2 separate regions of the Sus scrofa genome follow, and region 1 is linked to region 2. The links are chromatin contacts, called in public Hi-C maps. All regions are on one chromosome and are shown on one strand. The core of a region is the stretch at or near the end of the contact, and the rest is flanking DNA. Distances in the headings are between cores, read along the strand shown. Region 1 overlaps LOC110257572 (a long non-coding RNA gene). Region 2 overlaps LOC110257572 (a long non-coding RNA gene).

Region 1 (2,733 bases), core at 66-2,565, 48 kb after region 2:
AAGCTCTCCACGTTTTCACTGCTGAGCAGTGGCTCTTGGGAAATACTCCCAACTCAGTTTCTGTAAAACCTTAAAAAGTCTGGTGACAGTTACTCAGACAGCTGCCCGAATGCAGATGCTACAGATGTGGTTGCCCATGCCCTCGCCCCTGTGAGATTTCAGAATGGGAGAAAATAGCATCACGTCTCTTGCTTTTTGAGTACGAAATTTTTTAATTAAAAAAGAAAAAAAAAAGCCGAATTCTTTGTTCCTTTACACGCCCAGTTAATTCTCTGCAGCAGAAGTGTCCCTGGGGGCCCAAACCCAGTCATCTTCTCGGGCAAATGGCCTTGAGCGCCGCGTGTCTGCGTGCTCTCACTGTCCTGGGGTGGTTTTCAGCAAGTCCCTGGACCTCAACTACTTAGTTCCCAAAGATGCTGTGAGCCTGTGACTTGGAAGTTGGGTTTTTCTCTGTTATGTTGTTTGTTTACTTTCCATGAGCCACACAGAAATCTGGTTGGACAGTCGAAGGGTTCCCACTTTCTCTCCGGGGAAGAATTCAAGCGGATTCTACCAGAGACCAGAACCATATCCTGTCTCCTACAACCTTTGTGGTTTCAGATCAATAGGAGGCCAAATCGAAATGCATTGGAAGTTCAATTGACTTTAGAATCCACTCCAGTCCAAAGAATCTCTAGATTCACTGCATTTGGGCGTGTGGTTTGGGGAAAGAGGATTTTTTTTTTTTTTTTTTTTTAAAGGAGGGTAGCTTTATTCTTTATTTTTTGACCTATGTGGGAAGGGAGAACTGACCTGATTTGGGGGAGAGGTTACAAAAAAGTCAATCCCGGTGAAAGACTGGTGAGCATTCTGCCCCCACCTGAGGACGGCCTGCGCCTGTGAAAAAGCCGGGGAAGGGACCGACATGACAGCGTTGACGCATCCTGGCGTCAGAAGGCCTTAGGGAAGCTCTCAGGCCCTGATGAGTTAAAAAGGCAGAGGCAGCCAGTCAGCGAGTGCCCGCCTGGGCACGGATTTGTTTATCCTGCCCTTCTGAAGTCAGAGCCAACATTCTTCATGGCTTTGAATGATCCGGAATGTTTCTCTCTTGGCAGGGCCGGCTTTGCACACACGGGCGTGTGTACGACTCAGGCCCCCGAGATGTGGGCCAAAGCAGAGCCAGCCTCAGCCGAGGTGTCGCATCTCAGAATCGTCTTGTTTTAGAGCAAAAGGGAAACTGTCACACACAGCTGCTTGTGTCAGAGATGGAGAGACCGAACCTGGGTGGTGGTGGCCAGAGGTCACGGAACTGGAGGAGGGCCAGCGGGAGCCAGGCCGCCCGCCTCTGACCGCACGGCTCCTGTCCAAGCCCGGGAAGAGGCTCCAGGGCGCCCTTGGCCTCCCAGCGGGAGAGGCCGCTGCCCTTTGAGGAATGCTTAGAAAATGACTTGGGTCAGAAAGGAGAGCCTCATTTTTACAAAATGAAACAAATCAGTCATTTATTCGTCATAGGCAGCTTTCCCCAAACTTCCTTTGTCAGTGCGGCCAATTTATTAGCTCCTGGGCTCCCAGAAATAAGAAAAACACTGTCTCTATCTGTGCGCCAAAATGGGAGACTCGACCTACTCCCCCCCACTTTTCTTTTCTCCTTTTGTAGATGAGAACTAACTATTTCACGCTAGTTCTTAATAAAACAAACGCCGACTCCTTCCCGCAGGAGACAGAATTGAGCAATGTTCTGAGAACACGCTGTGCTCCTTGGGGCACTGAGTCAATGTGCTGTTTTAGAAGATGCTCCAGAAGCTTGGAAGTGCCTCTTGGGAGCGAAGCAAAAGGGGTGGAGCCGGGAGCAGTGACTCACCCTTCCTGCCTGGCGGCGGCAGGGAGCCTCCAGGAGCCTGGAGGAGAGGACTCAGGCCCCAGGAGTTCCCGCTGGGCCCACGCGCCTCCGTGTCCTCTGGCCCCACCACCTCTGCACCCATGAGAGCCGCGGAGGAAGCTCTCTCCTCCTGGCCCTCTGCCCGCCGCTTCCAGGAGCCCTGGGAGGACGATGTATCTGTATAAGGACAACCTCCTGAGCCGAGAGACGGTCACTTACCTGAGGAGGAAGAGCCAGTCAGAGCTCAAGGGCTGCAGGGGCCTTCCGGGAGGCGCTGGGGCTGCATCTATGGCTTTGTTGTTACCAGCGAGAAGCGAGTCCCTCAGTCCCAGTAACAGTAAATGCCAGCTGCCTCCCAGTCCAGGGAGACGGTGCCGCCGGGAAGACCAGCCCGTGACCAGCTTCTAGCATGACTTGAAGAAAAAAATCACCATGTTTCGTGCACCTCATCACCGGTGTTGCCTTCGTCTTTCAGGTGAACCAGCGCGGGGAAGGAGAAGTGCTTGGCGTGTCCCCCGCCCCGGCCTTTCCCGGGGATGGCGCTCCTGGGCCCCGAGCCCTCCCCGAGCTGCACAGAATGTTCCCCTAGAAAGGCCTGGGCCTTGGTTTAACTTCCTCGCATTCTTGAAAATTCTGGCTGTCTTGCATTTGTACGTACTTTAAAAATTGTCATCTAGCTAGTGTCTCAAATTTTAAGGCGTGAGTAAAATTCTTTTAGCAGAAAATTACACGCTTAGGGTATAGAAACGGAACTGAAAGCTGTGTACTCAAGGTTTTTGTATTCAAAGCGGACGCGAAGGCCCCTCCCCACCTTGTCAGGGGATCTCTCTCAGGCCCCTTTCCTGTTCGAAGCCCACTCCACTCCCCCCACCAGC
Region 2 (2,724 bases), core at 104-2,603:
TTGCTTTCATTATAAAAATAAAGTACCAACTAGATAGACCGTAGGAGTGGTGTAGTTGCAGGACTGAAATCAAAATGGTTCCGATTACTGAGAGAGCTGTTCATTTACTTATTATTTTTTTTTCGTAATCTGAATGAAGAGTATAGCATCTCTCACAAGGTAACGATTTGATATTTCAAAGTTGTAAATAGCCATTTAGCCTTTCTGCTGCCTGATGGAAATGAAAGTAATTTTTCACAGGCTGGATGACACTTGTTTTATCATGAATCTTAAAATCCCTCATATTTGCTTGAAGCAGTTTTGAAGTTGTCATAGTAACAGCATGATATTCGGAGGGTCCTTTTAGTAGTTCTTTAGCTCGAGTTAATTAATTTTATTAACTCTGGATGTTTTTTCTTTTTATTCTTCTCTGACAAACAAAGGCCATAATTGCTCAAATATGTATTTCGTGTTCTTTATTTCTTGGTGACTGTAGTTCGAGGACTTGTTGTTTTGCAGGTTGTTTCAGGAGAGAAACAAGAATGTTATCAGTTGGTTTCAGATAAGTTAAACTTGAGTTTTTAATTACTTCTCTGTAAAATTGCACCACCACTGTAAGACCAGAATTTGGTTTTATTTAAAGAGTTGGATTATAGGAAATGTTCTCTCAAATTTAATGGTGACTTACACAGTTAAATTATGTTACAAGTATTCTTTCTCTCTCTTTTTTTTTTTTTAATTCTTCTACATCAAGAATAAGAATTGAGGAACAGAGAAGGGAAATGTGTCAGACTGCCAGGGGAAAATTATTTCTTTAAAAATGTAACACTCAGATACAATATCAAAATCATTTCCACAAGAGAAAAAGAAATGAGTAAATCTTGACTTTATCAAAATTAAAAGTGCAACAATGCTTTCTGAAATTCTAAAATATGCCAACATAAATTATCCTCTAGGGAAGTTTGTGGGAATTTTTTATTGGGGGAAAGTAGGTCAAGATCTTCTATTAGAAAAGCTCTGTGGCAGAAATTCTTGCCAGTATGGCGATTGGTGAGAAAGGAAGCCCTTCTCTTGGGCAGGGAGAGGGTCTGAAGAAAAAATAGTCTGTATGAGGTCTGGATGCAGGGACTTAAAAAAGTATCAGATGTTCAGTGCTTTTGTTTTCTTAGAAAAGTGATCAGAGAGATGTGGCACTTATAAAAGGGACCACGTGAGTTCTGTGGGTTTAATGCTAACACCAGTATCCCTACTGTCGTGTGAAGTATTTGTTCAACCAGGGGCGATTCAAGAAGGTCGGGGTAGCAGCGTGTGCAGCCAACAGCAGTGAAGGTGCTAATACACGTCCAGTGATGTCAGGAGTTACGAGACAGAGGTTTCAAAATACTGCGGTAAACAAGGTCAAAGTGTCCCATTTTGCTGGAAGAAGGTTTGTTTTTATGAGCTGAACAGTACATGGATGAAGTAAGTTTTCAAAACAAACATCAAATTTGGGTTTTAAAAAATGAACCCGATGAGATTTAGTAAGGGGTTACATTTTTAAGCAAAATTATACTTTTTTCCTTTTTTTTTTTTTTTTTTTAAATGGATTCTCTGTAGTTTCCACAGAGGAAATGAAAATTCTTGTGATCTAGGATTCTTAAATGCAGTTTTAGACAGCGAGACGGGACAAATGCCGGTCACCAGTAAAATACCTCTTTTAATTTTGTGCCCTCCGCTCTTTCTTAAGGCTAAGTTTAAGTGCAAGAAAGTTAATGGCACAGAATACTGCTGACTGTGTGGTTCCTGTCTTTATGCATTTTCCAACCTTGAACCTGAGAATGCCAGAGGCTCGCGTCTCTGGACACTCGTCTGAGTGGTTATCTGCTGGTGGCCTGGTTCCTGAGGTAACAAGTGGGTGTCCCAGGCGTGCGTGTGGTAACAACAGCAGTGGTGCCACGTGGCGCCCAGAGGTTGCCTGGGTCTGAACTGGGGATTCCTTGTCCTCGATGAAGCCTCTGAGATGAACTGTGAACTTGGGGCATCCGAGAGGCGCAGGCATTTAGGAGTCCTGCAGCAAACCTGGACCCGAGTGTAAACACAGCTTCCAAAGCGAAAGCAGGGGCCTTGAGGAAAGGAGTTTTACCCTCATCTCGCTCGCGACCAGCTTACTGTGCTGGAAAACAAAGTAAGTGTTGTTTATTTCTTTGTTAGTCAGTCTCTCCTACATGTTTTTTCTTGCTAACATTATTAGACACTCAATATCTGGCAAATGCCAAGTTGTTTTTTTGTTTTTTTTTTCTTTCCCCTTCATCGGGAAGCAGGAGATGAAGTTTGTTCAATAGCTAATTGCTTCTTTTATCTTTTCGATCTCTCTTCCTGCATCTAATGTGCTGGCTGGCTTGTTAGAGATAGTAAGAGACTGAAATTTATTATCAATGAGAAAACAAAAAAGTTCTCTTTTTCTCCCCCCTCTTTTTAAATGGTTCAAGAACTTAGCATTAATTAAATGACAGTGACACAGACAAGGCTGTTTATGTGGTGCGGCCAGGAGCGCATCTAGCAGAATAGCCCCGCTTCACTTGCCCTCATTTCCACTGGAAGCAGGAAGGGCACACGACAGGTATGGAGACGGGGAGTCTCCACGTGGAAACTGCAGGCACTAGATGGGAATGGCTCTTGGACAAGAGGCTGTAATTTTAAAACCTGTCAGGAAATGGGAAGGACCCAAAGAATACAAGTTATTTAATGATGTTGGGGAAAAAATTT

What was found. Hi-C and Micro-C count contacts between places; a contact is called where the count stands out from the background.
Region 1: a Hi-C map of liver shows a contact between it and region 2, with 3 times the contacts expected there. The contact joins two enhancer-like sites. A contact is called at or near these places in 1 of 5 promoter capture datasets (liver), 17 of 47 Hi-C or Micro-C datasets (alveolar macrophages, brain, embryonic fibroblasts and 9 more) and 2 of 2 datasets of contacts at active chromatin or transcription factors (alveolar macrophages and skeletal muscle).

Annotation. Positions count from the first base shown.
Region 1 is chr18:18,028,501-18,031,233 of Sscrofa11.1, forward strand. LOC110257572 (a long non-coding RNA gene) reads left to right here. Exons shown (of 3, transcript XR_002340372.1): 2 at 1-2,333. Among named protein-coding and RNA genes, the nearest start is that of MIR29B-1, 9.8 kb to the right of the region's middle. Within about 2 kb of position 1,316, at least 37 of the 83 cell types and tissues checked have an H3K27ac peak or open chromatin away from gene starts, as enhancers often do. A contact at or near this core is called in liver, mesenteric adipose tissue, omental adipose tissue and 2 more, where this site is marked.
Region 2 is chr18:17,980,933-17,983,656 of Sscrofa11.1, forward strand. LOC110257572 (a long non-coding RNA gene) reads left to right here. Exons shown (of 3, transcript XR_002340372.1): 1 at 1-2,143. Among named protein-coding and RNA genes, the nearest start is that of MIR29B-1, 57 kb to the right of the region's middle. Within about 2 kb of position 1,354, at least 30 of the 83 cell types and tissues checked have an H3K27ac peak or open chromatin away from gene starts, as enhancers often do. A contact at or near this core is called in liver, mesenteric adipose tissue, omental adipose tissue and 2 more, where this site is marked.